Linked DNA regions of Mus musculus: all the other regions are linked to region 1. Evidence: chromatin contacts called from public Hi-C, HiChIP or PLAC-seq and promoter capture Hi-C data. All regions are on one chromosome and are shown on one strand. The core of a region is the stretch at or near the end of the contact, and the rest is flanking DNA. Distances in the headings are between cores, read along the strand shown. Region 1 holds the start of Mafb (v-maf musculoaponeurotic fibrosarcoma oncogene family, protein B (avian)). Region 2 has its middle 94 kb from the start of Gm38630. Region 3 has its middle 58 kb from the start of Gm25090. Region 4 has its middle 26 kb from the start of Gm25090. Region 5 has its middle 110 kb from the start of Gm25090. Region 6 has its middle 140 kb from the start of Gm25090. Region 7 has its middle 170 kb from the start of Gm25090.

Region 1 (3,333 bases), core at 350-2,849:
GCTTTCTGACGCTCATCTTTCCGCGTCCTGAGCTGGGAAGCAAAAAGCGACGTGGGAGCCGGGTCGGATCTCCGGATCCAGCGAATTCGACATCTATTCACTTTTGGGGTCGGGGTCGGGGTCTGAGGAAAGTCCCACATTTCCTGCCCTTCTGGCCCAGGGCAGGGAGTCTCTGTCGGCGCCCAACAGCCCTGTCTGAAAGCCCAGTGTTCTGCCTTCCTCCTCCCGTCTGCGTTCCGGAGAAGTTTCTCATCCGGTAGCCCTGAACCTTCGTCACCTGGCGTTTTCAGTTTAGAATACTGATCTTCCCAGCTCAGGACCTTTCCTGAGAGGAGTAGCCCACAAGCACACCTGGAAGGCTTGCATATGGAATTTCAGAAAAGGTGAGCAGAGAGGGTTAGTGGTTGAGTCCAAAGATGGGGTCGGAGGGCCTGTGCATAGTTCCAGAGGAGTCTGCCCTGGCTTTCAGGCCGCACACAGCCTGCGTTCAGGCCTGGCTTGGCCGGATCAGTTAGCTGGACCTGCACGGGTCCGAGACGCCATCCAAGCCTTCCCTCCCGCAAAGAACAAACCGGTTCAGGGCGCCGTTGCGCACCGTGGCCACTTGGGGTCGCACTTTATGCCTGTTTGAATCTCCTTGCAGCCGTCAGAAGCTTGGATCAGCTTAATCCTTACAAAACGTTCAGACAAAAACAGGGCCGGGTTCCCCAGCATCCCAGAGCCACTGAGTGCACAGACCGGTGTTGGTCTCGGCTCTGAGCCTCGGAGTTGTAAGGTTTCCACACGACTGGCAAGTGAAAGGTATTCAGAGCCTTTGGGCCAACTCTGTTTGTTTGTTTATCTTCTTTGGGAGCGTTTGGGGGTGTGTGTGGGGGGGTGGCGAATGCACGGAGCTGCGAGACCACTGGAGCTCTGTCTTCTGAGCTCAATCACTGAACCGGCTAAGAGAGGAACAGCGTCTCTTGGCCCGAGGAACCTTCCTAGAGGTTAAGAGTTAGATCTGAACAGAACTCTTGGAGCCCCAACCCCGCCCTCCCCCACCGCATACATTAGCGCAGACAGAGCTACCGAAACACAGGCACGCACCACACACATTCACTCGGCCCGCGGCGCCGAGGACACACGGAGCGTCGCCCACTGGGCGGGGGCCGCTTGGGAACAAAGGGCCAGGGAAGCGACATCCCGGGCGCTTATTCTGAGCCTACTTGGGGGTGACACGGGCCGAGGGTGGGAGTGTAAAGAGTATGTAGGGAGGCGTGAGTGCAGACAGCGGGGTGGGAACGGCGGCTTGGTCCAGAAGTGGGGCGCGCACTGAAGGCAAGCGTGCGGGAACCTCGACTCAGAGGGTGTTGGGGGTTGGGACCAGGCGGTCCGTCCCACTCGGCTCCAGCCCTCCTCCAGGCCTCAACGGCTTCGGGGCTCCTCCGGTCTCCAGTCAGCTGACGCGGGGGGGCGGGGGAGCTGTCAGGCACGCCCCGCCCAGCGTCGCTGGGCCGCGGGGGCCGTGCAGCCATTGGCCAACACGCCGGGCCGCTTGGGCCCCCGCGCTCCAGTGACATCAGGAAGCGATAAAAGGCGGCGGCGGCGCCAGCTCCTGCACAGCTGCACCGCCGGGCTGCGAGCGGCTGCAAGCAAGAAAGCCCTAGAGCCAAAGAGTCGGAGAGCGAGCGGCGGGCGCTTGCCCCGCGCCTCCCCTCTGCCCCTGCGCGCACCTCGCCGGCTTCTCTACCCTGCCCCGGCTCGACCTGACTCGTTCCCGGCGCGCTCGCAGCCCCAAGCTCCGGGGCAGCTCAGGCAGCCTCGGGAGGACTCTCCGGCGCGCCGCCGCGTCCCCAGACAAAGGCTTGGCCGGCGGCCCCGGCCCGCTGCGCCCTCGGCTCCCCGCCTCCCCGGCTTGCCGCTCTTCGCCCCCGCGTTTGGCTCGGCGCGTCCCGGCCGGCCGCAAAGTTTTCCCCGCGGCAGCGGCGGCTGAGCCTCGCTTTTAGCGATGGCCGCGGAGCTGAGCATGGGGCAAGAGCTGCCCACCAGCCCGCTGGCCATGGAGTACGTCAACGACTTCGACCTTCTCAAGTTCGACGTGAAGAAGGAGCCCCTGGGGCGCGCGGAGCGTCCGGGCCGGCCATGCACACGCCTGCAGCCTGCTGGCTCGGTGTCGTCCACCCCGCTCAGCACTCCGTGCAGCTCCGTGCCTTCTTCTCCCAGCTTCAGTCCGACTGAACCGAAGACCCATCTCGAGGACCTGTACTGGATGGCGAGCAACTACCAGCAGATGAACCCCGAGGCACTCAACCTGACGCCCGAGGACGCGGTGGAGGCGCTCATCGGTTCGCACCCAGTGCCCCAGCCGCTGCAGAGCTTCGACGGCTTCCGTAGTGCGCACCACCATCACCACCACCACCACCCTCATCCGCACCACGGGTACCCAGGAGCAGGTGTGACTCACGATGACCTGGGCCAGCACGCTCACCCGCACCATCACCATCATCACCAAGCGTCGCCCCCGCCGTCCAGCGCTGCCAGTCCCGCGCAACAGCTACCCACTAGCCACCCGGGGCCGGGACCGCACGCAACAGCCGCGGCGACGGCTGCGGGCGGCAACGGTAGTGTGGAGGACCGCTTCTCTGATGACCAGCTGGTGTCCATGTCGGTGCGTGAGCTGAACCGCCACCTGCGGGGCTTCACCAAGGACGAGGTGATCCGCCTGAAGCAGAAGCGGCGGACCCTGAAGAACCGGGGCTACGCCCAGTCGTGCAGGTATAAACGCGTCCAGCAGAAACATCACCTGGAGAACGAGAAGACGCAGCTCATTCAGCAGGTGGAGCAGCTTAAGCAGGAGGTGTCCCGGCTGGCCCGCGAGAGAGACGCCTACAAGGTCAAGTGCGAGAAACTCGCCAACTCCGGCTTCAGGGAGGCGGGCTCCACCAGCGACAGCCCCTCCTCTCCTGAGTTCTTTCTGTGAGTCCTGGCGGGTCCGGCCCCCGCCCTTGCCCTGGCCCAGACTCCCTATTCTGCGCCCCTAGCCCTGGACTCCCTGTCCCTGCCATGGCCCCGGCCTTGACCTGTTTGACTTGAGCTAGAGGGAGGAAGGACGCGCGGGTCGCGGGAGTCAGGCGGGAGCACGGGCGGGCAGAGAACCTTGGCTAAGAAGAGGGCAGCTCAGGGCGGCGCAGCCTCTTAGACTTGGGCAGAGTTAGAGAAACCCGGGCGGGTGCGAGGTCCGGGAGTAACTTTTCTCCAAGCTGGAAGGCCGCGAGGCTTATTCCAAGGAGTCGCCAAGGCCGTCTGGACACTTCTGGCTCTGAGAACTTTGTGAGTGCCAGGGCCGCCGCTTTG
Region 2 (3,333 bases), core at 468-2,967, 1.4 Mb after region 1:
CAAACATTACCTTCACTCACAGCTAAATTTCCTGTTTGCTTGGCTGATCAATTCCTCATCAAATTTTAATGCGGGGTTCAAACCGTCTGTGTTGTTTTAATTAGGCCTACGATTGTGAAGTGTCTGCGGCAGGGCTGAGCTTCATCCAAGTCCCCTCTTCCCATCCTGTGTTGCCAGAAAGTGGGGGAAGGCAATCCGTACAGGGCTGGGCCATTGCCAGGCACACGCAGCCTATGTTCCCGGGTGGATCATGCTCTCTAGCGGTGGAAAGCCACAGAGGAGTGGCCTGTGACGCCTGGTGGCTTCCAAGTCTTCTCACACCTCCAGACCCCAAGAATCTGTGAGCTGCCTTGTCTCTCAAGCTATTTTTCTTCCTGCCCCATCTCCTCTCTCTTCCTCACTCATTTCCTCTCTCTTCCTTTCCTGTAAAGCAGAGGATGGTAGTTGATACAGCCCACAGGCTCTGGCTGGTACAACTGCCAGTCAGTGCTTTGCTGGCAGGCGAAGGAAAGAAAGAACTAAAGAGTGGGGGGCCTGCCCCAGGGTATCTCCCCATGGAGAATGCAGGTGTCCCACCACTTCCTTATACAGACCCCCATCTTAGCACAGAACCTCAAAATGTCTCCCAGGCCCCGCTCTTGTCCTTTTTAAAACAGAAGGGCATAAACCAGAAACCCTGTCCTGGGGAGATCTCTCTTCTCATCCGGCATGGCTGACCACCAGTGGGGCTCATTTGCATTTTAGAATATCCAGGGCCCATTGCCCATACTCAAGGTTCTGAGAAGTCCTACAAAGAAGGAGGCTGGACCACACTACACAAGCTTGCATGTGCCAAGCTCATTCGTTTGTTTGTTTGTTTTTTTGGTTTTTTTTTTTTTTCGAGACAGGGTTTCTCTGTGTAGCCCTGGCTGTCCTGGCACTCACTTTGTAGACCAGGCTGGCCTCGAACTCAGAAATCCGCCTGCCTCTGCCTCCCGAGTGCTGGGATTAAAGGCGTGCGCCACCACGCCGGGCTTGCCAAGCTCATTCGTACCTTCGACAATAATTAACACCTCCCCCTGTCACTACAATGTCTTCCATATTTACATCCTCCATCAAAAGGCCTGTGACTGCTCAGGATGACATAGACTTTTCAAAGGGCAATACCAGGTAATGCCCATATCATAGGCAGCAGTGCACATAAACGCTTAGAAACTATGCAGTCCTGACAGAGAGGACAAGATGAGGGCCGAGCTGGTTTCTCTCTCCCTGCCTTGTCCTAGCTGCCTTTACTCTGTGTCTTCACGTGGGCTTTCTGTCTGTACAATCTGCACACAGCTCCAGGACACCAGTATACTTGGACTAGGGTTCACCCCAGCACCCACTTCAACCTAACTCCCTCTTTAATTCTCTCTCTCCAAATATGTCACATTGTGGGGCCTCAGTGTGGCCTCTGGGATCTGCGGGGGGTGTCACTGTGATCAGCAGCTTACCCAGCCTTCCTGAGGCTAGCCCTTTAAGTGAGCCCTACTGTCCTTCCCAGGGAGGATAGAAACAGCATAGGAACCAGGTTCCCTGAGCATCAGCATCTTGAAGTGTCTGCGGACTCTTTCCCTCCGAACCACGGTGCCTGCAGAGGTCCCCCTGGTGATGAAACATTTGAACCAGGCAGACCCACAGACCACACTGCCACCTTCAAAGGGTTAAGGTTGCAAACAGACGTATTGACTGGTGCCTCTTGTCGGGTCCAGGGAAGCGTGACTGATTGGAAGCCTGTGCAGAGGAGGAGCCCGCTTTGTGGGCCCAGAATAAATAAGAGCCTGTCAATAGCTCCGGTCCCTGGCATCGACAAAGTCTGCAGTCTCAATAGGCAATTAACACTTTACAGGGGCCATTACCCAGCGGCCTCCCCGCATTTTACCGCACATTTTCTGCCATCAGCTCCGGGACAGAAGATTCTGAATAAAAAAACATAAAAATGAGCTAGAACAGGCCAGCACTTTGCCCGGCTGCAGCCTCAGGGCCCCACGCAGAAAAAAAAGCCATATTTCCTCTCTCTTTCTAAAATGTACTTTTTTCTCTGCATCGTCAGCTCTGCAGATGTGCACATGCGCTTACACACATCAACACTGAATCGGGCACTAGAGGCCGGGGTGGGGGGTACCAGAGCACTGTGTTAGAAGGGGGCATCTGGCAGCAGAACACACACAATAGGGTTTTTAGGAAACACAGCGGTAAGTATTACCTCCCACCTTTCTGAGTTCTAGGAAACAGCTTTCTGCCAAGGACCATGGAAGATTTAGGGAAGGCTCCCAGTGCCTCAGTTTACCTATGTCAAGGCCAAGACTCACCAGGTTCCATTCTTGGTTCATAATACATTGGAGTCTCTCTCTCCACTTTGAAACCCAGATTCCTTCCCTTCTTTGGCTCTGGGCATCTCGTAGCACTCTTCCCTACGGAGGCCACACAGGTGGTAACAAGGCCAGAACTGATGCTCACACATCTCCTCCAGCACTCTCTTCTTGCCCTTGTGTCTGTATTTAGATCATTGTACCATTGGGGAGGGCTCATTTAGTCACTGACCTCCCCAAATTCTGTCCATCTTTCCAAAGTCACCTCTTTCAGATGCCTCTCCTCCCCCGCCCCCACCCCCGTGCCTTGCACCTGGGTTCACTGGAAGCTGTGTTGACTCAACAATCCTGGTGCTACTTAATTCTGTGGCTATGAAATGGAATCTGGGTGATGTCCATGATCCAGGGCTAGCTCCATGAGTAGAGAGACAAGGTAACAGCAAGGGAAGGCTCCCACACAGATGCCTATAGCAGTTCACGTACACAGGATTGCTAAGTAAGTCAGAAATCAAATTCTTCCTCCATTGCAGTAAAGGACTCCTCTCCCGATGTGGACCAGAGCACAGCACAGCTCTCTCCCTTTGGTCAGGCTCTTGGTAGGAGGAAATACCAACCAACCTCAGACAAGGTGTTACCAAGGGCCATCCCCTGAGAGGGGCAATTTCCCCTTAGAAATGCCTAAGTGCAGTGATAGGGAGAAGCAATGGGTTAATTTACCATGGACTCACCTCCTCCTGAGGTGTCCTCTGAGCCCAGCCATCCTGACCCAGCTTCCTAGACAGTGACAGACGATGAACTATGCCACAGGACAGCTATCACCTTTCCCTTAATGTCATGTGCTTGCCCCAAACATTGAGCTTTTTTTTTTCTGAGTGTCAAAGCCCAAACCAACAGCTGCTATTTCTCTTCTACCCTTTAGGTCTTGCCTGACATTTGTGATTCATTTGTGAAGAAGCACACAGCAAAAGGGAAAAATCTGAAAAATGCAGTTCAACCTTGCCTA
Region 3 (3,333 bases), core at 217-2,716, 1.3 Mb after region 1:
GAGAGAACAGTAGAAAGTGCTGAGCACACTGACAAGGGGTCAGAGAGGAGGGCAAGCAGAGAGAGAACTTCCCGAGCTTGACCACCAAGCTCCTGGTGCTTCACATTGGTCAACCCTAGCTGAGGCCCTCTGACCTGCTAGCCTGAAAAACCTCTCGTGCGAGTCGACCTCCAACAGAAGAAGCAAAGGAACCATCAGTGGATATGCATTGTCCCGGAAGCCTGGGGCCTCCCGAGCCATCATCAACCAGAACCAAACTCACCCATGATGGTTAATCTCAGCTGTCAACTTGATGAGATCTAGACAAGCCTAGGAAATGGGCTTCTGGGCAAGCCCACGGGGGAGGGGGGAAGGATTGTTTTAATTGGGTTAACTGAGCTGGAAAGGCCCCCCTTCACTGTGGGCATCACCATTCTGGTAGCCTGGAATCCTGAACTGAATAAGAATAATAAGCAAGTTGAATACCAGCACTCACTGTCCTTCACTTACTGGATGCAATGTGGCCAGTTACAGCAAGGTTCTGCTACCTTGACATCCCTAAACATGATGGAGAGTACCCTGGAACCAGGAGACAAAACAAGCCCTTTCTCCAGTAAGTTCCTTTTGTCAGAATATTTGAACACAGCAACAGAAAAAGCAGCTCCAGCACTACTGGTTCTGCTGACCAGCTGACGCCCAGTGGACTCCTAGCCCTGCCACTTTCCTGAGGATGGGGCTCCCTGCACTTTGTTGTGGTAGTGGTGGTTGTTGTTGTGGTGGTGGTGGTGATGGTGGTGGTGGTGGTGGTTCTGATAATTTTGCTTATTTTAAGACAAGATCTGGTTATGTGGTCCAGCCTGGTCTCACACTCACTGTGTAGCCCAGGCTGGCCTCCAACTCCCAATGATCCTTCTACACTAGCCTCCCCAAACTAGGGTTATAGGCTGATACCTCTGTGCTCAGCTTTGCCTGCTCTTCCTGAATAGTTCAGCTGGACAGAAGGCTGGGCAGGGATCAGTTTATTCAAAAAAATACCCTCCATATTATATCAGGTCTGTTCTTCCTGCCTGGCTGCCAGGAGATGATGCTAGACCTCAAAACAGAATCAGCATTCACTGCCCTTGGGTTATTTTTATATCTCATTCACTCACATTATGGCAATTTACATACTTCAGCAGAGCACACTAAGGTCCAGAACACACACCAGGAACAATAAGACGTCGCCAGGCACTTCACCAAAGCCCGAACAGAAAGGAGGTTTCGGAAATCAGTTACTAAAACAAGTGGTTCCCTCATGCCGAGTGTGAGAATTCTCGGTAACACTTGACAATAAGTGGACGTGATGAGGGCCACACAGCACAGTAATTCCTGCTGGATTGCACATTGAAAGCTGCATTCAGCGCTCCGAAGCCATCAGAGTGGGCTTTGTTGAGATGAATAAGAAGGGATTGCGGAGTGAATTGCTGCTTCATTGCCAAGTGCTTCCGATTCTCTGCTCCTGCCATCTGTGTCCTCCGGAAGACACGCAAAAGCAAAGGTCCGCATCAGGGCTGGCTCCGGGCTGCTCAGAAGGACAGCTCTCTGGGCATGGGAGTCTCAGAGAAGAGGGTGGCGGGGTCGAAGCAGGACAAGAAAACTCATTGTCCCTCTAGTTAGAGAAACTTAAACAAGCAATCAGACATAGGACCCCCACTCTCAGAAAGCCAAACAGCTGCACTCGCACATGCACACATGCACACACACACACACATACACACATTAATTCATTCAGCAAATAGTGACTGCTTCATACCAACAACTATACTAATCAAGCCTGTGAATGTGTGTTTCTATAGTTTAAACTCCTCATGCACACACGCACACACACACACACACACACACACACACACACACACACTGGGCATAAATAGATACAAGTATACAAAAAGACATGCATACATACAAGGACACATATGCACACACAGACAGGAGCACACAGGCAAGTCACGGAAAACCGTGCCTAACCAGTTTAGTTACCAGAGCTGTCACTCCGACCCCAGTCACTCACATGCCACATTTTATATATATTCACAACTCAAGTACAGCACCAAGTGCCAGTTCCATGCTTAACTCTGCCCGGTGTGGCTCTGTTCTAACTCAGAGGTTCTTGTCGGGCAGTGGGCTGAGCACAGACAGCCTGGTCTCCAGTCAGGCAAAGGTCTGGGACCCCAGTGACCCGATGGGTGGTGATTTCCACCTGCATGGGATGGAAAGCATCCATGTATGTCTCCTGGGTCCCTGACTCCTGTTGAAGTTACTGCCCATCCCCACCCCACCCCACCCCCACAGGAGAGGTGTGTGGCTATCAGTCACATAGGAGCAGCACCAAGCCTTCCCACATGCAAATAAGGTTCCCCCAAGCTCTCAGTCCAAGCCAATGAGAGGTACCTGCTCTCAAACCGTGAATCACCCCCAAAACTGTATATAAATCCTATCGAGGGAATTAAAGGTGTGCAAGAACTACTCTGTCTTCTGAGCCTTTTGTTTTAAGAGCTGTAACACTTGGGAAGAGATCTGCTCTCCCAAAACGATGCCTGAAACTCTGCTGCACTCCTCACTGGCTAGTCGGCCTCTCCCTGGCCCAGCCTGACCCAACTCAGTGCAAGGCAGCTCAGAGTAACCAAGTAGCCGGATGGCATGGCAGAATCGGAGGTAGAGCCAACTGCAGCAGCAGAATCAGCGGAAGCAACCTCCCCTCCCTGCCTGCACTCGCTTCCCTTTCCAGGAACTCTCACACCAGGCAGGCCAGAGATCTCCATGGAAAGCCTCTGGTATACAGGCCCACAGTTCTCAGCTCAAGACTATTGTCCTTATTAAGAGCTCTATCTCTCGTTGGTTCACCATATGATGGCGCCACATTTGACACCTCCAGTGGTTCGTATCTGCAATCTGGATGGAGACTGTGAAGCGTTAGGCAACCTGTCAGCAGAATTTAATGGAAAGGACAGCTAGCTACCTACGGTGTCATGCAATGGACAAAGTAAGAGGAAGAGCTCGTTTAAATAATCCCAGGTTCTCTCCCAAGTCGAACCCAACAGCAGCAGCAAAAGCAAAAACAATAAGAACTACAGCTGACTGAGTATTCACTGTACAGGATGCTGACTACACACCATGGGATATTTTGGTTTATTCTCTCAACAGCACTACCCTCCCCCCACCGGGAGTGTATTATTGCTACGTCCACTTTGCATAAAACCAGAACCAAGCATTGCCAAGTTAGGACCACTGACTTGTCCAGTGACGTCAGCCCACTGGTAGCAGAGTCAATATTTAAACCCAGGCTCCAATGTTCTCTGCTCCACTCAGCTGCTACTA
Region 4 (3,333 bases), core at 400-2,899, 1.2 Mb after region 1:
GATTCAATTGCAATAGAAATGTATATGGTGGTCAAGAAGTTGACAGCATGCCTTAGCGGAGGAAAGCTAGATCGTGCATTTCATTTGAGAACTTGGTACCCAAGCCAAGATCACAAAGCCGAAGGATGAGATGCTAAATCTCAAGGCTGAAGGTGTTGCCTTGGAAGAACACTTGTGAAGCATGCACAAAGCCCTGATTTTTATATCCAAGACTGTAGAAATAACATATATAATGTAAGATCAGTGTAGACTAACTTTAGAAGCAAAACTTCCAGAAAGGGAGTTTTATTTGCATTCACACACATGCCATTGGACAACTCTCTGCCCATGCCACCATGTCTTTCTGGGTATCTTTTCTTACAACAGCCTACAGATATTCTTATCTGATGTCTTAGTTAGGGTTTCCATTGCTGTGAAGAGACTCCATGACCAAGGCAACTCTTATAAAGGTCAACATTTAACTGGGGCTGGCTTACAGGTTCAGGGGTTCAGTCCATTATCATCACGACAGGAGCATGACAGTATCTAGGCAGGCATGGTACTGGAGGAACTGAGAGCTCTACGTCTTGTTCCAGAGGCAAACAGGAGAAAACTGACTCTTCCACACTGGGCAGAGCTTCAAAGTCCACCCCCAGAGTGATGCACTTCCCCCAACAAGGCCACACCTCCTAATAGTGCCACTTCCCATTGGCCAAACATATTGAAACCACCATATCTGACAACCTTCCAGTACCTGTCCCCCACCCCCAGCTAAAACTCTCACATTCCGTGTTTGCTGTGCTTGTTGGCTATCTTCTCTGCCCGAGTAACTTCCATGAATCAGGAGGATCTGCCGTTATATTTGTAGCACTGGAGGAAAGTTCCCGCCCCCAACAAGTGCCCTGTAAATATTTGCAGAGGGAATGAAAGAAGAGAAACCCTGTCTGGAAAAACCAAAAAAAAAAAAAAAAAAGAATGGATGGATGGATGGAAGAAGAAAGAGAGACCATTTGGCTTAACAGTACCTGAGTTGGAGAGAAAGGACAATCCCAGAGTCTGTAGTTTTGCTCTAGGCTGTGGTATTTAGCATCAGATGCTGTTAATCTGGCCTCTGGGGGTGTACAAGCTTCATGCTTTAGGCCTTACCTGGTCAAGCCTAATTCTCCTCCTTTCTAAGGGGGATATGGCCATCCCTAACTGCAGCTCCTGCAAGCATCCTGGGGTAAAACAAGAAGAGGGCTCCTAGGGAGGCTTTGGTGGTCACCACTGTCAAGCAAATGAGCCCAGGTCCCTGAAAAGAGAGAGGGGAAGCTCTCGGCCCACACGGGATGGAGCTTGGCCAGCGTGGCTCTGAAGACTGCCTTTCAGTGGAACCCCGCCTGCCCACTTTGCAGGTTTTCTGAAGGCCAGTCTCTACCTAAGTAAACACCGGGCATGGGGCTGGGGCACAAGCCCCGTCTCTGTGGAATGGCCCTGCTTTCCAGCCAGGCCACAGTACCACCTGGGCCGATGCGGGTTGGGCACGAGAGTCACCGGCGTGGCTGTTTTGTATGGCCGGTCCTCCTGAGGTTGTTATCATTTTCCACTTTTAGAAATGGCTGAGGTATCAACCCTCTTTTCCAAGTGCCCTACCCCCTCTCCACATCAGAGAGCAGACTTGAGAGGGAGTTCACCTCCACTTGACATCTCCCCTCCTGCCGCGCGGTGGTACTTGGGATGCTGTCAAAGGAAATGAGAGGAAAAAACCAACAACAACAAAACCAAAGTGTTCACTCTGGCTGGAGCGTGGCCTCTTTTGCACGCGCTCAGATTGCAGCCTTGAGGAAGTGCGATTTGGGGGTTTGTGATTTGAGCTGAAAGGCCAGATAATTTTTTTTTAACTGCAGTGACGAGGCCCAGAAATGTTGATGCATGAGAAAAGAAATAAAACTATAGAAAATTTAGAGAAATTTAAAATAGCTGTAATTTTTGGTTTTGACCCCTGTATGGGTGGAATTTCTTGAAAGTCTATTAGCCTCCGTTTCTACAGACACGTAACAGCATAGACATTTTTATTTGATCTTAGATTTATTATAAATATTATTTACCATTTTACCTAGAAAATAACTACAAATCTCCTAACTGAATGTACTTTGATGCACTTTAAATTTTTCCTAAAGGGCTATGCACATCAAATTCTGCTCTGCAGAAATATGAAAGAATAGATACTTCAGTTTTACCAAAATTTGAGAGACCAGAAACTATGCGCAGTATGAGAAATTTTCCTAATGATCCCACACTCCACTGTGAAATCACTTTATATTAGAAATTTGTGTTGTTTATCATGGTAGAAAACAACAAAGAAAATAGACCCGGAAACCCATCTACGTACGTGAAGACAGCAATCAACCTTCTACTTTCTCAGATCTCTATGGAGAAAATCCCAAAACCATCAACAGGACCAAAGTCTGGACCTTCCCAGGAATATTCTAGACAGAAAGGAGACAAAGGATCATGGGGCCAACTTCCTCTAAAGCCGAGCAGAAGTATACACCAAACTAGGGGTACAAATGACAAGAGCCAAGGGCCGAATCCAACTCACCACTAGGGGGCAGCAACTCTATGTTCCCACCACCGCACACGGGTTCATCCATCCTCCAGCAGTTGTGTAAGCCCAGAGAGCTGGATGCTGATCTAGCTTATTTCTGGATATCCCTAAGGTCATGGAGAAAGCGCTGTATGATGAAGGCACAGACCTTTGCTCTGCCACCAGTTCGTCTTTTGTTTCTACGTCCAGCTCCTAATGAACTCTCTTGACAACAGAGTCAGGAACCCAGGTACTTCTAACTTAAGCTTAAAAATCCTATGGAAATACATGGGAAGGTGTATGAGAATGCTACATCAAATCCTAAATAGGAACTGATAAGACTGATCTCGTCGTTGAGCAGCAATGCCCCCACCGTATATAAACCACGGATTCTAATACCCTGCATCTAATGTCTTAGGTTCAGTGACTGAAACCCAAGAAATCAGCAGCTAATGTGAAACTATCAAGATGATTCTAGAAGCAGTATGTTGGGAAGTACTATTCTGAATGATTTTATAAAACATGTTTTAAAAGTAAAACATGTAAAAAAGACTTTAAATCTTTTAAAGGTGATAGGCATTAGAAGAATTTAATAAAGACACCCACACACACACACACAAGAAAAAGAAACAGTATCACTCTGTTTACAAGAGCCAAAAGAATACCGTATTTGAGACACGAAAGTAATTTGAGATCAGGGACAAAATGCAAAGATAAACAATGTGATTATAAAATTTAAAAACAAAACAAAGAGATTTTAAACCTTGAGCTCTGAAGAGATACTCTGT
Region 5 (3,333 bases), core at 436-2,935, 1.1 Mb after region 1:
ACCTGTGAGGAATGCATTGCAGTTGCTCAAACCACCTAGGCTGTGTGATGCAGTTATAACAGCCCTAGAAAACTTACATACTATTATAAGCCTCCAAGGCTGGGGTATGTAGTTATAAATAGCCCATGCAAATATACACATTGCTATATAATATTTGGAACCAAGAGCAATAATGGAAAGAACTCTAAGCCTACAAAGCCCATACATTTTTCCCTTCCTACATTCCTCTGAACATCAACATTTAAACCCATTTAACCAACAGCCCTAGGCTTGAATTCATGAGCAGCAAAGGAGGGGTGGTATGCACCCTACACTGTGGCTGTGGCAGGTGCCAGAAACATCTAAAGGGTAAAGATAAGTGGGGACCGTCCTAAAGGGGAAAGGGAAGGAGGCTGGCTTCACTGGTAGCATGAGCAGCTTTGTGAGATATAACCCCACCCCCACGCCTCCCTACAGATTTGAAAGTCAGAAGGTCTCTGCTCCATCCCCCGCCTCCATCAGACTCCAGGAAGATTCAATTACATTTAGAGACATGATGTCTGCCTCCCCTGGATTAATTTCCGGATCCTGCCAAAGCTTGTCCTTATCTCTTTCTTCTTGCTGAGAGTAAGAACCCTATAAAATTGTCTCTATCAGGAACCAAGAAATGAGCCAGGGCAAGGCAAACATAAGAAGCAGTGCCTGTGTCTCTCCTCATTTAGATTCAGGAAGGTCCCACGCATGACAGCTGACTGCAGGACTCTCACACCTCCATTCAGTCTAAAGGGATCCATTCTGCCAGGGTACTGGGTAGGGGCAGGTCACACTGTGGACATTAGCTATATAGTGATGCTTGAACTAAAAGCCATGCTGTCCCTAACAATCTCTATAAGACCATCAGTACTAATGACAGCAGAGAGAACATTTACTGTGTTCCCAAAGAACTGTGCCCTTCTAATATATGTGTCTTACTGAATCTATCCGACAGCCCTATACAGGAGTTAATTGCTTACCTCCATTTTCTGGTAGCTGGTAAGGAGGAAACACAGACTCTGGCACGAGCATTAATGTACAATGGCCATCTCAAAATAAAAAGGTGAAGTAATCCAAGGAGTGAAAAGTCATGACTGAATTTTTACCCACAGATGAGTTTTGTGGTTTGTTTGTTTGTTGTTTGTTTGTTTATTAGTCATGTCGCACACAGTTTTTCCTTATCATCACCATCTTACAGATAAGGAAAATCAAACCTTATCAAGGGCTATCCAGCAAAGAAGTAGAGGAATTCACATTTGAACCAATATATACAGGCTTCGGAATGCATTTCCTAAAACCATCACTCTACAATCCATTTGCTGAGAGTATTTTTCAGGTTGACCAGTTGGCTTTGTTTATGAGGTTAAAAGACACATGATATGGGGTGACCTGGGTAGTAAGTTATAATATAGACTCTGGGGAACCATATTACTCCAAGTCCAGGGAAAGAAGTGTGTCTCCCCTCCCCAGCTCAAATTCTGCAAAGCAGGCTAGACGGTGTTGAATTTCTCAGATGTTGTACTGTTTCATGTTCTTTCAAAGTGTGTTAGACCCTATCGCCCACGATTACTCCCAGGTGCAAAATTGTATGCACAAACAGTTGCAGCAGCAATTTACTGACTGTGAGCTCAATCAGCCAATTGTGAGCACAATTAGCTGCTCCCTGCTCATTTGGAAGGAGCTGGGGCGATGATTGCCTCCGCAATTAGCCAGTTGTGGGCAGCTTGGCTTGCTTGTGCAATCTTGCACAGACAGGCAGGCAATGTGCAAAAGTGATGCATGCCAGGAGCCTCACACTTTTGACTCCAGCTATCTGACCCGATATCCACCCACCACTCTTTATATATAACTAGAGGCTGAAAACTTGGGAAGAGAAAATATGGAATGACCAAAGTCAGACTTTGTATAATGCTATAGGGACTGAAGACACAAATTTTTCCATGTCTTGCTATAGGAGGGATGGAGATGAGACATTAATCTGGGTTGGCAACAGGTAAGCTGTGTCCAGGGTTGAAATACACTTTGATCATTAATGGTTTGGGTGCAAAAAAAGATCCATATGAATATGTGTTCACATAGGAAAAGGAACCATTTGTATTATCAAAGTGACTTGCTTTGGAGAATCGGGACTAAGCAGAAACTAGGCTGAATAGGGGAATCAAAATGCCACATTAAGTCACTAGTGCAATCAACAATTTTTTACTTCCTTCTTCCTGTATCCTGAAGAAAAAAATAAATAACTGATCCTCCCACAGGAGCTGGGCAGTTTCCTACCCACCTGTCTCTGCCAAGGAAAGCCTGGAAACACAGAAAATTGTATTGCAGCTGTCCACAAAATGAGCTGAAGCCTGATTAAATGTGTTCTAGCTTCCCGTTAGTACAAGTTGATTAGAAAAAGAAGAGTTCACTGTATTTTAAGTGAGCCTTTGTTGCATCGATGTGCCTTTCTACCCAGAAGTAGGTTTATAAAGGAAATCAAGGGAAAGAGGAGTCACTGTAGGTAGCAGACTTTGTTGAGTTAATTCAGATCTCTTCTGATCCTTGTGAAGTAAAGGGCATGTGTTACTCTTTCCAACTATGCTGAGTCTACTAGAATTGTACAGTAAGGTTCATAATAACCCAAATGTGTTCAAAGTCCCTAAGCCCACCAAATGATATAAGGATAAACAGAGTATGCACTATAATAACAATCGTAAAAAGGAAGAAAATAGATATAAATGTTCTAATATAGATGAATTTGCCAGCTCAGACTAAGTCAAAGAAACTAGACACAAAGGCAACTCATCGTATAATTGCACTTAAATGAAGTGTTCAGAGGAAACATACCCACAGAGAAATGAAGTAGTGTTTGCAATTGGGGAAAAATGAGAACCAGGAGCAACTGCTGTTGGGTTAGGGGTCTTCTTGGCTCAAGAACAACATTCTTGGATTAGACTCCTGTATAACCTGGTGATTATATGAAAATCACCCAATTGCATGCTTAAAAGTTTTACCTTTAAGATATATGAATTATATCTCATTTTAAAAATAGAGTAGAGGAAAATTTTCCCTTTTATAATGTGGAGGAAATGGAGCCAGTATGAGGCTACCTTGCATTTCCCTGTCCACTGAACACCCAAGAAGACCTCTGAGGAGCATCCATAGCAAGGAGAGTTCAAAGCTGTTCTCCAGTGCAAGCCAAATTCATTCATTCACACCTCAAAAATAATTATTGAATACCCATTTATAACAGATTATTAATGAAGAGCAAAAGCCCTCTACTTTTACTCTGATTGGAGGGTCTGGGTATATACGTAGGAGGAAGAAGTAGAAGGAACTAAG
Region 6 (3,333 bases), core at 484-2,983, 1.1 Mb after region 1:
GACCTTACTTCCATAGTGGAACAATTCCCAGGGTTCCTTTAAGGTACTCTATCCTCAGCTGCCCTTATAGACACTCATGTCACTTCGTTCTGTAGGAACTATCCAGGCATTCAGGAGTTGGCAAGAAGCCTGTGAGATGCTCTATGTGTCTTTCTTAGTCACAGTTCCCTGGGTATGAAGCCATACAAAGAATTTATTTGGTCCGAGTGAGCTAGAGTTGCCCCTCACAGACATGCATGAAATGCCCTGGGTCTGGTATGTGTGTCTACATTCTATCTGTGGAGGAGGTTCTTCCACATCATTTTCTAGGAAGAAGTCAGAAGACTGTGATCCACAGACCACATCAGTCCAGAGTGTGTTTTGGTGAGTGAGATATTATTGGAACATCGGTAGTATTTGTTTATTTATATATTACTTATGGTTATTTCTGCAATAAAATATTAGAGTTTAATACTTAACATTAGAGACACATGGCCTACAAAGTATAAAGGAGCTACCATCTGGTTCTTTACACACTTGTCCACTGCTATCCTAGCACATGAATTGGTTGCACTAGTTTTAGAGAATCTATGTGGGCATGGGGCTTGGTTGATGCCCTCACCACATCCCTAAATGGGATGGGTTCTTTGCACTGTAAAGGAGGCAAGCACAAATCCTTGCCACAAGTTAGCTTCCAATCTTGTCCCATGAGTCAACGCTAACATGATATGTATGATCCAGGACTATTATCATCTACTACAGTTTAAAAGCTCCTTCAAATGACCTCTACTCTATATTTTTCTCTGAAATTTTATGATCTATGAAAGCCAAAACCCACAATCTGATGTACTCATATGACACCTTCTCTTATGGGTAGCTTTTAAGCTGTCAAAGAAGTATCATCTTCCCTGAACATTTCGAAGCTTGACAATCAGCGAGTGCTTGCCACCTCTTGCTGATGGCCTTCTGAAGCCTGGGAACCAACCGAGGACCCAGGCTGAGACCACCCAGGCAGTAACTGGATTCAAGCCCCTCCTCTCGGGCAAGACCTTCCACTAACTCCCTGAAGATGAACTGTTGTACAAGGTCTGCACCTTTCCAAGGAGGGTTGGCCGGGCTTCTGTCAGCAGAGTCATGGCTTTAGCTATGCTTAACCCCATCTAGTGCCTCAGACAGCCTGTTTCTCTTTTGTCTTTATTTTAAATGACCCATAATAAAAATTAAAATAATAATAACAGTAATTTTTTAAAAACATACACTATGCTAAGTTGCTGCATGGAAGGAACACACAGAAGGAACGGCTGGCAACAGAGAAGGTCTGGCTGCCCAGCCATAGCCCCTCTAAGCAGATCCTAATTAGCAGGCTGGCAGAGCAGGCCTCCACAGGATGTCAGGATCATTAGTGCCGCCCCTCACATACTGACTGCAATATGTGGACATGGCTGCCCCGCTAGCACCATGTGGACCCTGCTCTTGGCTGCCACATCACAACATATGGCCAAAGATGGGTTTTGTTTGGGTTTTTCTGTGCTTGTGTTTGGAGGACTATTTTTAAGGTATTCTGTGACCTTGTGCCAAAGATTTCTCTTGCCGGGGTAAAGATTTTTGATGGGTCAAGGAAGCAAGCTAAGTCAAGAGAGACTTAAACAATAGGTTTGCTCTGGACTCTTGGGGCGAAAAAATAGAAAGGAAGTGTCGATACAAACCTGGATTGCTCAATCAGAATTTAAAATGTCAACCAAAACATGCCCTTCCAGAATTGCCTGTAGGAGTGGTGGAAATACTCCTTCAGCATCTGCTGGCCTCTCCGCCCATGCATCAGTGAGTGTTGTCAGTTTTGCCTCCTGGGTGTGTCTGTTAATGTCTGCTGCTAGAGCCCTAGCCCAAGTCATCTTCATCACACACCTAGACAGGTGATAAACAAGACTCCAGGAATACTCACAGTAATAGTGCATTATTATCACATGTGTCTCACCTGCGCATGGAACACATGTGTCAAGCATCATCAATAAAGACAAAATGCCTTGCCTTGTAAGAAATGTATAGATTGACCTCTTACTTTATCTAATAGAAGCATACATCACATGGCCATTAGAGAGTAACAGGAGCCAGACCCATAATTTTAAGTAGGCTCCCTGTACTCCACTTAGAATTCCATGTACGTATTATCTACGGAATACCCACGGCTTGTCAACTGACCCATAGAACAACAAAATGATTTTGTTTTCAGACTTCTTTATTTTATGCGTGTGAATGTTTTGCCCATATGTATGCATATGGACCACATGTATGCCTGGTGGCCTTAGAGGTCAGGAGGAGAAATCATTAGATCCCCTAGAACTGGAGTTGCAGGTAGCTGTGAGCCATTATGCCGGTGCTCAGAACCAAACCCAGGTCCTCTGCAAGAGCATCAAGAGCTCTTAAGTGCTAAGCCATCTCTCCAGCCCCCAAAGTTATTACTGTTGTTTTGAAATTCAGGACTAAAATTGCACAACTAGGAAGGGAGACTCCTGTGCCCCTCTAACGTTAGGATACAGACTTTTAAATAGTGAATTGATACAGAAATTTCAACCCATCCAATTTCCACAAAAAGTAAAGATCCATGTCTTCTACTTGGCAACTGATTTTGAGGCTAAGCCATCATGCTGTTAAAACATATAATTAAAATTTCATATGTCCAGATGTTTGACCATGTAATGCCAACAACTGGTTTGACTACTGTTTTAAATTTAATTGACCAGATGTTTTTTAGAGGTAGGTGTCTTAATGAGTAGGAGAAGGATTTGTGGAATGGAATCAAATTTCCCAGAGACGAAGTAGCCTCACTCAAATACTGCTACTGTAGTTGCTTAGAGCTTGTCAGACATCCCCAAACTGTTTCACCTTCTATGCCACACAGAGAATATGCCTTCCACTGGCTTCATTCTGTGATGATGTGCTGGGTTCTAATCAGAATCTTCCTAGAAACAGCTTCTAAGAGCTCATGGGAAAAGTAAATGATGCAGACAACAAGCCAAACAGAGTTGAAGAAAGACTGATTCTCAATGGGTTGAAACCAAATGGGTTTGAGGACAGAGGTCTCGGGCCAAATGCCAGGTGTGTCATTTCTCATATGACAGCAAAAGCAGCAACCCTTCCTCTCCTCTTTCACAGGTGAGAAAGTCTAAAAGCCACTGCACTGAGCACCATGCATGAAATTACAAAGCTGGGAAGAGACGGAGAAGACATTAACTCCCAGGCTTTCTGGTACAGAGCCTAACTATCTAGCCTCCTTGTGCAGTGTGTGACCTGAGGCTTGCTTCAATTTCAGTGTCCCTATCCCCCAGTCTTAGAGGCAGTTGTAGGTGAGTTGCA
Region 7 (3,333 bases), core at 238-2,737, 1.1 Mb after region 1:
TCTGTCTCAGTCAGCTGCTTGTTAGGTCTCTCAGAGGACAGCCAAGCAAGGCTCCTATCTGTAAGCACACCATAACATCAGTTATAGTGTCAGATCTTGCAACTTCCCCTTGAGATGGATCCCAAGTTGGGCCACTCACTGGACTGCCTTTTCCTCAGTCTTTTCTCCATTTTTGTCCCTGCAATTCTTTTAGACAGAAACAATTCTAGGTCAGAAGTTTTGACTGTGGGATGGCAACCCCATCCTTCCACTTAATGCCGTTTTTTGACTGAGGTGGACTCTACAAGTTGCCTCTTCTAATTGTTGGGCATTTCATCTAAGGTCCCTCCCTTTGAGTTCCCAGGACTCTGGTACTTTGTAAAGGGTCCTCCCCTTCTCCCCTCATCCCCCAAGGCTACATATTTTCATGCATTCTGCTGGCCCTCGGGACTTCTCTCCTGTCTCCCCCACCATACCTGATCATATTCCCCTTTTACCCTCCCCTTCCTTCTCTCACCCAGGTCTCTCTCTCTCTCCCTGTGCCTCCTGTGATTGTTTTCTTCTCCCTCCCAAGTGGGATTGAAGCATCCTCACTTGGGCCCTTCTGATTCTTAACCTTCTTGAGTTCTGTGGATTGTATCCTGGGTATTCTGTATTTTTTGACTAATGTCCACTTATTAGTGAGCACATACAATGCATGTCCTTTTGGGTCTGAGTTACCTCACTCAGGATGATATTTTCTTAGTTCCATCCATTAACTCAAACAAATCAGTAGCCTTCCTTTATACAAATGATAAATGGGCTGAGAAAGAAAATAGGGAAAAAAACACCCTTCACAATAGTCACAAATAATATAAAATATCTTGGTGGAACTCTAGCCAAACAGTTGAAAGATCTGTATAACAAGAACTTCAAATCTCCCAAGAAAGAAATCAAAGAAGACCTCAGAAAATGGAGAGCTCTCCCATGTTCAAGGATTAGTAGGATTAACATAGTAAAAATGGCCATCCTACCAAAAGCAATCTATGGATTCAACATTATCTCCATCAAAATTCCAGCACAATTCTTCACAGACATGAAAAGATATGAAAAAACCAGCTCTTGCTTTTCATGTAGAACATGATAGCTTAGATAAGCTCAGCCCATTCTCCTCTTAACTGTATCTGGCAGGAAGCCTGTGGTAAGTCTGACACTAAAACAGCATCTCTCACTCATTCCCATGTTTGACATACAATTTGTCATTACAACCCTTGGTAAGTAATGGAGATCTGGGTATTGTGGTGAGCTGTTCATGCTCACTGTGGCATTTGCCCATAAATCCAAATTTAGATGAAATCTTTACAGTTTGAGAGAGCATAATTTAGAGAAAATGATGGGTTATGCTCAGTTGTCTATACCTTTGGAAATTCTGGAGGGCAGAAACATGAGGCCAGACGCTAGACATCACCAGTGTTCTGGAACACGCTCAGTGCGATTCCAAGAAATGTTGCCCACAAGAAATCTGAAACCTCTAAACTAATAACAGATGTTGCAGATGTTATGAGGAGCATTGTGTTTTCCTGGTACCCAAACTCCTAGATGAATTATGAAAAGGCATCAGTCTTTCATCTGGATGCTTGACATCGTGTAGATGAAACACCCGTCTAAGACAGTAGGCACTAAACAAATATATGGTGAAAAATGTCTGGCTGGCTGACTTGATGAAAGAGTGGAGTTTTGAGTCTTATCCAGATGTTTTGGCTTCACGGAGGCACTTCCTGGGTCTGCCAAGCTGATTTGTGAAGGGTGATACATGAGCACAGAACATCATACCAGCAAATGAGTACATGACACCATCGTACTTAAAATGAGGTCTCGTCGGCTGCACCCAAAGTGTTTGACAGAGCCTCCCGTCCACTTTCAAGTGCTTTTGACAGATGAGCCCCTCATTTGCATGTGTCTCAGCACGATACATGCGGAAACTGTTAAGTTATTATTAGTACTGATAATGGAGTCATCACCAGGAGTGTATTCATATTTCCAATGTTGTCACTGCAGATTGTTTGCTGTTAAGAAGAAAGCCTATCAGGCATAAATATTTATGACTGGAGGGATGTCAGGTTCTTTAATCAGGAACTGGATTGGTCTTAATTGAATCTTGGAGACAAATTTAGGCTCTGTGCTGATTGTGCGGCTTTTGGTTGTGTGAGCCGAGTTTTCTCGGTCTCTCTCTTGGACTCCCAGGGCAGACACTTCTGTCAGATGAATACATAGGTCACCTTTTAAGGGGTGCTGGTACCTTAGCTGTGTAGTGGCATTATTTTGGTGATTGACAGAGCTTTGAATGGCCAGATAAAGCAAATGTCCAATTTCTGGAGCTTGCTTCCTGAAGGAATTTGCAAATGATGCTTATTTCAAGTATGTTCTAAGTCCTCTGTCCCCAAGAAAATGGGCTTTGTCTGATCACTATGGCATTGCCATTCTCTTTATTGTCATCTGTCTGCAATCCGATGACTCCACAACCTACATAGAAATTACAGTTAAGGCTTATGTTTGATATTGATAAGAAAGAGATTAAGAAGACATACCTACAACTTTCACTTCATTCTCTATCTAAGGGAGTTCAGACAACTGGGCAAGACTCCCACCAGCAGAGAAAGAACCTCGGGCAAGGTAATCAGAGTGGAGGAGGCAAACTCTTTAGAGAAGGAGCAGAGGTAGGGCCAGTGAGGGGTCACTAGCCAGTGTCCTGGGAAGGAAGAGCTAACGGCAGTGCTAAACTACTACAGGGATCATGGCTTCTGCAGCAGCAGGCAGCCCAGCAGTACAGAAAAGCATATGCATCCGACTTAGGAACTCAGGGACCATGTGGAAAATGGCCATTTTCTCACTTAGAATGCCACTAACTTAGGCTATAAAATAAATTTAAAAATATGTTCACTCCAAGATATTAGAATAAACTGAGCATATAAAGTGCTAGGAACATAGCTAGTTCTCAGCTAACACAGGTCTCTTGTCTTTCCTATGATGGCACTGGGCTCCTCTGCAACATATGGAACAGAGACATAAGAGAGTCCAATGCTCTCCTCTGTATTCTCAGACAGGAAGAACCAACTTCCTGTTACCATGTTGGACCATCTCTATGTGTTAATAAACATCTTAGTCAAGAAAAAGCCAATGATTTGAGGGTTGTGACTCCTGATTTTCCAGCACTGAGTCCAAAGCCACCGGGTACACAGATGGTGGTCTTAGTTATTGCTGCAATCCAATAAATTTCTGATAAAAAGCAACTTAAAGAAGGAAATGTTTATTTGGGAATCACAGTTCAAGGACATACAGTACATCTCCATGGGAATGCTGTGACTACCAGTGTCA

The links. Promoter capture Hi-C pulls out the DNA fragments that hold promoters and counts their contacts. A called contact is a pair of places that touch in the nucleus more often than the background predicts. HiChIP or PLAC-seq counts read pairs in DNA pulled down with a chosen protein or histone mark.
Region 2: an H3K4me3 HiChIP or PLAC-seq map of embryonic forebrain shows a contact between it and region 1, with 13 times the contacts expected there. The contact joins the enhancer-like site here to the promoter of Mafb in region 1. A contact is called at or near these places in 6 of 39 promoter capture datasets (the C10 cell line, cranial neural crest, embryonic stem cells and 2 more), 1 of 484 Hi-C or Micro-C datasets (cortical neurons) and 8 of 115 datasets of contacts at active chromatin or transcription factors (astrocytes, embryonic forebrain, embryonic hindbrain and 5 more).
Region 3: an H3K27ac HiChIP or PLAC-seq map of SST interneurons shows a contact between it and region 1, with 35 times the contacts expected there. The contact joins the enhancer-like site here to the promoter of Mafb in region 1. A contact is called at or near these places in 11 of 39 promoter capture datasets (the 3T3-L1 cell line, 3T3-L1-derived adipocytes, the C10 cell line and 6 more) and 8 of 115 datasets of contacts at active chromatin or transcription factors (SST interneurons, craniofacial prominence, embryonic forebrain and 4 more).
Region 4: a contact with region 1 is called in a promoter capture Hi-C map of hippocampal neurons, with 13 times the contacts expected there. The contact joins the enhancer-like site here to the promoter of Mafb in region 1. A contact is called at or near these places in 12 of 39 promoter capture datasets (the 3T3-L1 cell line, 3T3-L1-derived adipocytes, the C10 cell line and 6 more), 4 of 484 Hi-C or Micro-C datasets (the AtT-20 cell line, cerebral cortex, myocytes and 1 more), 10 of 115 datasets of contacts at active chromatin or transcription factors (SST interneurons, astrocytes, embryonic forebrain and 5 more) and 1 of 9 other capture datasets (embryonic stem cells).
Region 5: an H3K27ac HiChIP or PLAC-seq map of SST interneurons shows a contact between it and region 1, with 14 times the contacts expected there. The contact joins the enhancer-like site here to the promoter of Mafb in region 1. A contact is called at or near these places in 7 of 39 promoter capture datasets (3T3-L1-derived adipocytes, the C10 cell line, cranial neural crest and 4 more), 1 of 484 Hi-C or Micro-C datasets (palatal mesenchyme), 7 of 115 datasets of contacts at active chromatin or transcription factors (SST interneurons, astrocytes, craniofacial prominence and 4 more) and 2 of 9 other capture datasets (adipose tissue and embryonic stem cells).
Region 6: a contact with region 1 is called in a Hi-C map of cerebellum, with 1.7 times the contacts expected there. The contact joins the enhancer-like site here to the promoter of Mafb in region 1. A contact is called at or near these places in 6 of 39 promoter capture datasets (the 3T3-L1 cell line, epiblast stem cells, frontonasal cranial neural crest and 2 more), 3 of 484 Hi-C or Micro-C datasets (cerebellum and uterus), 7 of 115 datasets of contacts at active chromatin or transcription factors (SST interneurons, astrocytes, embryonic forebrain and 4 more) and 1 of 9 other capture datasets (embryonic stem cells).
Region 7: a contact with region 1 is called in an H3K4me3 HiChIP or PLAC-seq map of craniofacial prominence, with 7 times the contacts expected there. The contact joins the enhancer-like site here to the promoter of Mafb in region 1. A contact is called at or near these places in 8 of 39 promoter capture datasets (the 3T3-L1 cell line, the HPC-7 cell line, cranial neural crest and 4 more), 7 of 115 datasets of contacts at active chromatin or transcription factors (SST interneurons, astrocytes, craniofacial prominence and 4 more) and 1 of 9 other capture datasets (embryonic stem cells).

Annotation. Positions count from the first base shown.
Region 1 is chr2:160,365,331-160,368,663 of GRCm38.p6, reverse strand. It overlaps Mafb (v-maf musculoaponeurotic fibrosarcoma oncogene family, protein B (avian)), which reads left to right and starts at 1,599. Exons shown (of 1, transcript NM_010658.3): 1 at 1,599-3,333. The coding sequence starts at 1,988. The coding sequence ends at 2,959.
Region 2 is chr2:159,001,480-159,004,812 of GRCm38.p6, reverse strand. No RefSeq gene overlaps it. Among named protein-coding and RNA genes, the nearest start is that of Gm38630, 94 kb to the right of the region's middle. Within about 2 kb of position 1,717, at least 35 of the 459 cell types and tissues checked have an H3K27ac peak or open chromatin away from gene starts, as enhancers often do. A contact at or near this core is called in cortical neurons, embryonic forebrain, hippocampal neurons and 1 more, where this site is marked.
Region 3 is chr2:159,079,369-159,082,701 of GRCm38.p6, reverse strand. No RefSeq gene overlaps it. Among named protein-coding and RNA genes, the nearest start is that of Gm25090, 58 kb to the left of the region's middle. Within about 2 kb of position 1,466, at least 25 of the 459 cell types and tissues checked have an H3K27ac peak or open chromatin away from gene starts, as enhancers often do. A contact at or near this core is called in SST interneurons, neural progenitor cells and stem cell-derived neural progenitor cells, where this site is marked.
Region 4 is chr2:159,163,432-159,166,764 of GRCm38.p6, reverse strand. No RefSeq gene overlaps it. Among named protein-coding and RNA genes, the nearest start is that of Gm25090, 26 kb to the right of the region's middle. Within about 2 kb of position 1,649, at least 3 of the 459 cell types and tissues checked have an H3K27ac peak or open chromatin away from gene starts, as enhancers often do.
Region 5 is chr2:159,248,628-159,251,960 of GRCm38.p6, reverse strand. No RefSeq gene overlaps it. Among named protein-coding and RNA genes, the nearest start is that of Gm25090, 110 kb to the right of the region's middle. Within about 2 kb of position 1,685, at least 6 of the 459 cell types and tissues checked have an H3K27ac peak or open chromatin away from gene starts, as enhancers often do. A contact at or near this core is called in SST interneurons and second pharyngeal arch cranial neural crest, where this site is marked.
Region 6 is chr2:159,279,796-159,283,128 of GRCm38.p6, reverse strand. No RefSeq gene overlaps it. Among named protein-coding and RNA genes, the nearest start is that of Gm25090, 140 kb to the right of the region's middle. Within about 2 kb of position 1,733, at least 3 of the 459 cell types and tissues checked have an H3K27ac peak or open chromatin away from gene starts, as enhancers often do. A contact at or near this core is called in cerebellum, where this site is marked.
Region 7 is chr2:159,308,280-159,311,612 of GRCm38.p6, reverse strand. No RefSeq gene overlaps it. Among named protein-coding and RNA genes, the nearest start is that of Gm25090, 170 kb to the right of the region's middle. Within about 2 kb of position 1,487, at least 2 of the 459 cell types and tissues checked have an H3K27ac peak or open chromatin away from gene starts, as enhancers often do. A contact at or near this core is called in craniofacial prominence, where this site is marked.